Linked DNA regions of Sus scrofa: region 2 is linked to region 1. A link is a contact called in public HiChIP or PLAC-seq data. All regions are on one chromosome and are shown on one strand. Each heading gives the region's core, a stretch centred on a gene start, on an enhancer-like site or on the middle of the called end of the contact. The rest is flanking DNA. Distances are from core to core; before and after follow the strand shown.

What was found. HiChIP or PLAC-seq counts read pairs in DNA pulled down with a chosen protein or histone mark.
Region 2: a contact with region 1 is called in an H3K27ac HiChIP or PLAC-seq map of alveolar macrophages. The contact joins the promoter of STK4 here to the promoter of OSER1 in region 1. A contact is called at or near these places in 2 of 47 Hi-C or Micro-C datasets (heart right ventricle and liver) and 1 of 2 datasets of contacts at active chromatin or transcription factors (alveolar macrophages).

The regions. Positions count from the first base shown.
Region 1 is chr17:46,683,146-46,687,763 of Sscrofa11.1, reverse strand. It overlaps OSER1 (oxidative stress-responsive serine-rich protein 1), which reads left to right and starts at 1,620. Exons shown (of 4, transcript XM_021078054.1): 1 at 1,620-1,768. It also overlaps LOC106506689.
Region 2 is chr17:47,386,146-47,390,544 of Sscrofa11.1, reverse strand. STK4 (serine/threonine-protein kinase 4) reads right to left here and starts at 2,951. Exons shown (of 11, transcript XM_021077860.1): 1 at 2,808-2,951.

The DNA.
Region 1 (4,618 bases), core at 371-2,870:
TTGTGTGGTTTTATCTGAAGCAGTATTTTTGACTAACAGCTTAAAAACATGTATTTGGTCTTAATGAAATTCACGTGGCAACTTCTGAGGGGAAAAAAATGCATCATATTTTCCTGCTTCTTATTCTAAGATATACTGAGAGATGGTAAGCAGTGGACTGCCAGGCTTTTGAGACTGTTTAAATCCTGATTCGGTCACTTCCTAGCACTGTGACACAGAAGAAGGGAGCTAGAACAAGCTAATATCTGAATCCCAGTCATCCTCATCTGTTGTGTAAAATTACAGGAATATTAAACGTGCAAACACGTGCATGGTTGCTGCAAAGAAGCGGGGAGCCATCATTAGAATTTGGTTTGATGTTGGGACTTAACAATTAACAGGTTTCTTTCATCCCTTGTCAGTTACTGAGCCTCTGGTATGAACAAGGATTTAAAAAGGTACCCAGGGCCCAAGACATGCTTTAACAATCTTATAAAATAACCTGTAGATTCCATCCTCAGACATGGGCCAGGCATTCCAAAGTCTGGCTATAGTTAAGTTGAACATACCAAGCTATTTTCAGCAGCCTATCCAATTAGGTGATTATAGCTAAGGTACTGGGGAGTGGGAGGGTCCAGTTTTGGTTCAAGTGACAACCTCACACAAAGGTTGGCCAGAACCAACTCGAGCCCATTTTACTGAGGAAGAGCATCTTTTCCCACAAAGCTCTGAGAAGTGCGGACGTGGAACTGGGGCATGGTGAGTGAGCTGGTGTTGGAGGGAGTAGCAGCCGTTGCTCAGCCCATCCCTTCTCTGTCTGCCATCCAAGCAACCGTCGGAGTCCTACAAAAGGAAAAGATCCCTAAAAATTACCTGCTTAGGTGAACTGCCCAAACCTTTTTGCAAAATTTGGTATGCCTGTGCACGTCTCTGTCGAGGCGGCCTACGATTCTCACCAGATTCTCAACGGAGTCCATGCCTGAAAACAACGAGATGTGCTGAAGCAGTCCAACGTCCTCATTTAACAGAATGGAGAAAGCCAGAGAGGGAAACAACAAAGGTATTTTGTAAACGCATTTCAGTTCCAATTTCGGCCTAATGTTCACGGTACTAGCTGTGTCGGATTCCCCCTTGCTTTTCTGCAGCCCTGGGGGATCCCCAGGAGGCGAAGGCTGGTGTTCGAGCCCCAGCGATACCGCCGGCAGTCCAGATTCGCGCATCCAGGAGACTCGCGCGGAGCGTTCAGAGGTGGCTCCGTTGCGTAAAGATCCACCCACCTGGGCCTCACCTCGCGGAATTCCGTAGCCTTGTTGACTCCAGGTAGCGCTCCAAGCACAGGGAGACCGCGGAAAATCGAGGTGGCTCCGTGACAGCGAGAAACAACCCTCACTCACCCAGTCACTCACCTGACCAAGAGAAGGAAGCAGGCATGCCCCAGAAAGCCATCCCCAGCAAACTCTTTGAGAAGGGAGGAGCGAGCGAAGAGAATAACAGGAAGTGGCGTCAGGCGCACGTGTTTTGAGAGGGGCGGGTGCAAGGCGTTTGAGAGGCGCGGCTACAGCTCCGCGCCTGCGCAGTCGCTGCCTGCCGCGCTGCCGAGTCACGGGGGGTAGGAGGAGCGCGAACAGGGGGCGGGGGGCGTGCCCGAGTGACGCAGGCGCAGAGCGACTCCGGAGGAGCGGGCCGCCCCCTCCGCGGGTTTAGATCCGGGTCAGTCAGGCGCGACGATCGGGGAGAGACGATCTGAACTGACGAGACTGGCTCACCGGAGCGACCCTGCCGCGAGGAGGTGAGTGCCCAGACTTGACGGAGAAGCTCCGTAGCACCGCGTCTCGGCCTCGAGGCCCGGCCTGGCAGCGGGCAGCCGCTTCTGAGCCCTCTCGCGTCGCGTCGCGTCGTCCCACGGCTCTGGCTGTCTGGGCCCAGCCGGGCCTGCGCCTCTCCGCGCTCCGTCCGCCGCCGCGGCCTGGCACTACCCGAGCCCCGCTCTCTTCGCCCCTTCCCGCCTCCGCGACCCCCGCCCCGCGCCTCCGCCCTCTCCCGCCTGGCCGTAGCTTCCCCTTTTCGTCCTCCTCGGCAGCCCTTTGCCCCTTCCCGCCCTTTTCCGCGCCCCAGTCTCGTTGGCTGCCGCTTCGGCTTTGCTCCCTCCTCCTCCTGCATCCCTTGCCCCTTGGCCCTACTGTATCCTCTCCTTTTGGCCCGGAGAGTATCCTCAGGGGGCGACTTCCAGCTGCAGGACCTCGGGCGGGCAGAGCTAAGGCCCTGGACAGCTCCCCGCTATCCGAACCCCTCAGGTTCTGAGCCTCCCTCTCCCCAAATCCTGTTGAACCACGACCGATCCACTTTCTGGGTAAGAAGAATTAACATCGGGCTCTAGTACCGAGAGTTTAGGGAGTTGAGTGGGTAGAAGAGACACCCGGGTCGATTGTTTGAACCTAGTTTTATTTGCGCCTTGCAGAGTTGCTGGATTCGGTTTTCTTTCCCGAACTCCACGCTTCCTGGTGGGTTGGGAAATTTTCTAAATATTTTAACATTGTGATGACACGCTTACGCGCAGATCTTTTATTGATCGTTCTCCGGTCTTTTCAGGGTCCTGGAAATTTGGACCTAGGCCTGACGTTCGAAGAGGTCTCGGTTAAAACTGCAAGATGTAAATAAGATTGTGACCCATAGCTTTTGTTGACAATCAGAGAAAATCAGGAATTTGCCCTTTTGATGAAGGAACTTAGAATAATTTTGGTTTTTTTTGAAAGGCTAAGGAAAATCCGAGGCCCTATGTTATTTGACTTAAGGTAATTTCTAATAGGCCTTTTAAAAAGTTTGATCTTTGAGGGGGATCGTTCAATTTCAAGAAGTTAGTGTAGTAAAAAACGGCAGAAATCCATCCCACAAATTTATGAATTTATCAGTGAAGAAGGGGAAAACGATACATGTTTCACTGAGTTATTTAGCTCTTGATTTGAGTGAATGGGAGGCCGGGAATAGGGCGGAGCATAATAAGCCTTTTTGTAATTACAAACATGTTATGATTTAGCTCTTCAGGTCATGCCTAAGATTCACCTTTGCTCTGGGTTAATATAATTGAGGGAAAAGGTGAGTCATCAGAATGTTGAAAGTCTCAAAATAGTTTAGATGGAATGTCATTCCTAATGTTTTAGTCTGTGCCAGTTTTATTTTGGTCTGTTTTGGTTGTTAAATGATGGATCTTTTAATGTGTCAAGAAAGTTTTAGTGTGTCAGCTAGGTTTGTATTAACATCTAGAGTTAGGACTATATAATTAAAAGTTCCATATCGGGGCGCAAAACATCTTAGTGCAGTGTTAGGGCAAGAATGAGATTCTAGTTCTGATGTCAGGTTTATCCTTGTATCCCTAAGCACCCAGTCTAGTGCTAAAGCATATAGTAGGAATTCTGTCAATACTAGTAGATGTGATGTGTACTGATCTCCAGAGAAGCCAGAAGAAAGTTTGTGTGGGGTCTGCAGAGATGGGTAGACTGGCTCAGATGATTTCACTCTATAAGGGCCAAGAGCCTGAGCTTTTGACTAACTGGTCCAAAAGTAATTGAGGAAAATTAATAAATAAAATAAAAACTTTATTTTAGTTCTGCCAGCAGGAAGAATTTGTTTACAGCCTACAGATGTCACCCTTTTAGATGCTGTGGCGCTTCAAAAGTAATAGAATATGTGATTTTTGCTCACCCCTCTCCCCAGGCATATGGGACATTGTGTAACTGGGAGAGAATCCTCCTCTAAATCCAGAAGGATTAGGAACCAGTAAAATATGGAATTGATAATGTTTCCTCAAATTGATGTACTGATTAAATAAACTAGCAAAATATATGCGGGGAGTGTATTTCAAATTTTTGTCTTAAGAAGTTGAGGTGAAAGCTAGCTGGATTCTTTTGAGACTGTTTTTAGTGCTCTCCACCTTCTATGTATAATAAATAACCAAATAGTCTTGATTCCTTGCTTCTTAATTCTGCCCCTGATACTACATGTTTACATTATATCAAACATATTATGACACCCTGACCTTTGGAATATTAGAGGTATCACAATAAGATCAAATCCACCCTTGAAAAATGAGCACATATGGAATCAGAGAGAATCCAGGGAGCCATAGAGAGGCACTGCTCACTGAGAGTGCCTGGGCGGGGAGGTTCGGGTGGGTGGGGGGTGGTTCAGGGGGTAGCAGGTTAGAAATAGAGAATGTGAGGTGAATTCTTTGCTTCAAAAATTCCTCATCTTATACATTTTGTTTTACTTTTTATCTTTCTGATTCCCTGTGATGTGTTATAGATAATGATTTATTTTTTTATTCAGGATTTGATATTAACAAATTTTTTACCTTGAGTAAAAAAATCGAGAGACAGAGTCAAAGAATTTGTTAACATCTCTATTGTGTCTCTCGTTGCTGTGCTTGGTCTCCCTTCCTCTTTCTTTTGTTTAAGGATAAAAATCAGGGTGGAAAAAATGGAGAACTTTGGTTACTCAATCTAGTTGATTAAGTAAAGAGTATTTAAAGGAGCATCTATAGAACAATAATTTTGAATTTTTTAAAATTTCCTACCCCTTTTAGCTAATTTTAGGTTTGTTTTTGAGTTGCAAGTACAGTTCATCGATACTTGCTTTTGAAATA
Region 2 (4,399 bases), core at 1,702-4,201, 700 kb before region 1:
CCGCTAAAGCAGATGGCCACGTGGCCAGCCAGCATCCCGGAAACGCGCACGCTACACCTTCCACCACGCTATTGTTATCTAATGGCGACTCACTTTTAAAAATCATAAACTCCCCTGTAAACCATCAACTTTTGCCTATTATCATTCACTTAGTCACACACAAGTGTCAAACTCCTGAACACAAAGAGCACTTCCTGCATTGGGATTGCTTTCCCTTGTTGCAAACACATGCCATCTGAATCTCCGAAAAGAGACCCACATCTTTTCAAACACCAATAAGAAGTAGTTACAGGTTTGGCTAACCTCTTTCTCCCATCCTAGAACTCTTATAAGGGCCATTTTACTTATGTATGCTTACCCTTCTTTCCGCATATAATTTTTATGGGTTATGACAAACATTTTATAATATAAAGGAAGTTTTTAAATGATAATAAAATCGATGTGCCCCCCCCCACTGATCCCCTCAAATTCATGTTAGTCCTAACCCCCAATACCTTAGAACCTGATTTAGAGATAGGGCCCTTAAAGAGGTAATTAAGGTAAAGATGAGGTCATATGCATAGGCGCTAATCCAACATGATGGGTGTCCTTAGAACAGGAGATGAGGCCACAGCCAGGTACAGAGGGAAGATTATGTGAAGACAGAGGAAGGAGAAAGCCATCTGCAAGCCAAGGAGAGAGGCCTCAAAAGAAACAACCCTGCTGACCCCTTGATCTAGTCTCCAGATCTGTGAGAAAATAAATTTCCCAGTTATTTAAGTCACCCAGTCTGTGAAACTGACAAGGCAGTCCTAAGAAACTAATAAGATGCTAATAAAGTTAATTGGCTGCAAATTAGGCAGTTCACTAGTTATGATGAGCAGAAAGCACCAGTCATTCAGCCCTGCAATACTTTTCTCTTGCACACTTAATGAAATATTTAAAAGGTCTAGGAATGAGCCTGTCGAAAACCAAAACGGTTTACTCTTTTGCCCAAGATTACACAACATAAGACCAAAGTAAAAACTAAACTCAGATTCCCGATTCTCTTCTCAATTAAACCAGGGCCTTGGAGAAAGAATGAACATTCAGGAAGAAATATAACCATGTCCATTTATCACTGGATCTATGGCACTAGAGCAAATATCTGCTAACGTATACAAGGCTTTGTGAAACAGGGGTACTTCCAGAGAGGCATCAGAGTGAGGCAGCTAACAGCATGGACTTTAGACCAGACTGCTCGGATTAAAATCCCAGATCTGTCACTTAGTAACTGAGAAACTCCTGTCCAATCACTAGCCTCTCTGGGCTCAGTTGCATCACCTGTAAAATACAGAGATACAGGTGATAGGATTGTTGTGAGGGTCAAATGAGCCAATAACAGGTTGAACCATATGAAACCACTATTTTTACACATCAAAATGGCCAAATATCAGCAAATTCATACGGTTCAACAGGAGACATGGAGAGCACTAAGAACAGTGTCTAGCACCCAGTAAGTGCTGTGAGTTCAATGTCAGACTCAGCACGCTATATGATGAATTATGAATCCATCCCAACCAGCTATTTGCCTTCTGCACTGTTTGTACACTTCAAACAAACCCATGGGCGCAGCCCCGGCTGTCAATCCCTTCCTTTCACCTCTCCTTTGCCCCATACTCCCACACACTGAACACTTCCTACTTTAGAGCTCATTCTACTGCAGGAAGTCAGAGGTCTCTGCGAAACAGAGGCAAACTGCACGGCACCTCAATCTCTACTCTCGATTCTTCTCCAGATGTGGCAGAGTGCTTTAAGACTCTGGCATCCACTGAATAAATCATTGACACAAATGCAACCCCTCAGGAGGTGAGACTTTCTAGGATAGGCTACCCCCTCCCCCCCCATTTTGTTGTAAAACAACTCCAGGCAGCAGCAGCCTTTGGAACCGACGCAAAACAAGAGAGATCTGAAAAAGGCAAGTCTGGCCGGGTCCAGTGACCCAGATCAAGAGCAAAGAAGGAAACATACAGGACTGTGTCTCAACTCTTCTGGGCCTCAGTTTGCCCATCTTGAAAATAGTCTCACAACGTTGTAAACCAACTATACTTGAGGGAAAAAAAGAAAAAGAAAATTGTCTCTTACTTCCCTATCTACCTCCCAGTGTCAGATGTAAAGAAAATTAGGAAGACCTTGGACATCAGGAAGGAAAGGTGTCATTATCTTAGAGTGGAGACACTACCAAAAACATCTTCCTAATGCTGTCCTCCATGAAGCCACCCTTGCTTGGCACCCATTCTCAACCTTTCTTGGCACATCTTCAGTCTCAGGCGCACAGCTTTTCTCCTCAGCAGATCCTCCCCACTGCACCCGTTGGGCGGGACTCGGTCCCTTAGAAAGTCTACCCAACCCTTCTCTCTCCTTGTTCCTGATCCATCCCTTAGACAGATCCCCCCTCGTTGGTTCTCACCCAGCTTCAGCATCCTCTCTACCTCAATGAGTCCCTTCTGGTATAGTAGCCCTCACCCAGCGGCAACCCCCGCCTTCAGCAGGTGCTTTCCCTAACTTGTCCCCACGTTCCTCAGCAGTTGCTCCCCCCGGCTGTCGCTCCCCTCCTGCCAGGCTGTCCCTCCAAAAACAAGTGATCTCTAACCAGCCCCATGTTTATCCCCCCTCGTCCAGACCCCCGCCGGCCAGGGGTCGCCCATTCAGCAGGTGCCCCATCAGCCCGGTCGCCTGGCCCCGCAGGTCCATCTGCTCCACGGGCTCACACACCCATCACCCCTCCGGCCGGTTCCCGCCTTTCCCTCCCCGCCCCCCTTCCTCTTGACCAGCGAGCGGCCTCTCACCGGCGCGGCGGGTTCCTCAGCTGCACCGTCTCCATGGCGCTGCCGGCAGCCGCCCAGACCCGCTCAGTGCTCCATCCTCCCCCGGGACTTCTCCGAGCCCGCCCCGCAGACCCTCCCACACTTCCGCTTTCCGCCCCTACCGGAAGCGGCGAGCTGCTCAGGGGAGGGGCGGGGCCGCGAGGGCCGGGCCTGGATCACGTGGTGCGGACTCGAGTCACGTGGCACGCTGGGGCGGAACGAGGAGGCTCGGAGACAGCCTTGGGGCACGTCGTCAGGCAGACTGGAGTCTCGGCGGCGTTGTTTCTTGCGGTGGTGTTAGCCCGAGACACTTGGTCCCCCAGACCTGGAACCCATCGCTGCCTCGGGCCGCGCCTCTCATATCTCAGACGGAGATACTGAGGTTTCTTGCGAAGCAACATACTTGATAACAACTGTCGATTCTTAACCAGCCAAGTTCTGCGCGATTCCTGGGAAGCACTGCTCCAGGGACTCCCAGAGGTATTTATGGTACTCTACAGGTCTGAACTAATTGAATTCCTGTTCCAGGTGGAAGCTCGAACGTGCGAAACCGCTTCGTGGATGTAACAGAGCATCAGCCTGAAAATTGCTCCACCCTCTTGACAGCCTCACCTGTGTACATAAAAAATAGCTATTATTTTTTAAACTCTTACCATGTACTGGCTTTCAAGTGTTGTTTCATTTAATCCTCATATCAAGCCTGTAACGTTAACCCCAATCTTCTCTGCTAATTTTTTGACACTCTTACCATTACCACGTTTTCATGCCCTACTAATGCTAATTCATTTAATACTCTTAAGGCTGTAAGGTGCATACTTTTGTTGTTCTCGTGAGGCCAGAGAGGTGAAGCTCAAATAGCTAAAAGTATAGGTTTGGGGAGTTATATCCAGATAGACCTGATTCCAGAGCCTGCACCATCAAACTAGACAGTCACTGTGGACCCTTGGTTGGGCATGAGATTCAGAGCTTCCTGTCCCCTCAGAGCTCCAGTTCCAGTTATAGAAATTCATAAATCCTCGGTTGCCACCACCATCAGTGAATATTAAGAAAAAGGAAGATTCCGCCCAATTCACTCATAACGTTACCGGAGAAAATTTACCCAAAGCAACCTCTCACCATTTTTAATTGTCCTGTTTTTCTCAAAGCATCTTCAGAACAACACCTGAGCAACCTCTCAGGGCGACCCAGGTATGGACTCCATATGCTAAAAATGGAGTAACAGCAGTTCCCATTGTGGCTCAGCTGCTAAGAACCTGACTAGTATCCATGCAGATGCAGGTTCTATCCCTGGCCTCACACAGTGGATTAAGGATCCAGCATTGGTGCAAGCTTGGCTTGGATCTGGCGCTGCTGTGGCTGTGGCATAGGCCAGCAGCTGCAGCTCCGATTCAGCACCTAGCCCAGGAACTTCCATATGCTGCAGGTGCAGCCCTAAAAAGGAGGGGAAAAAAAAAGCTAAACATAAATTTAAAAAAATAATAAGGAGTTCCCGTCATGGCTCAGTGGTTAACGAATCCGACTAGGAACCATGAGGTTGTTGGTTCGATCCCTGGCCTTGCTCAATGGGTTAAGGA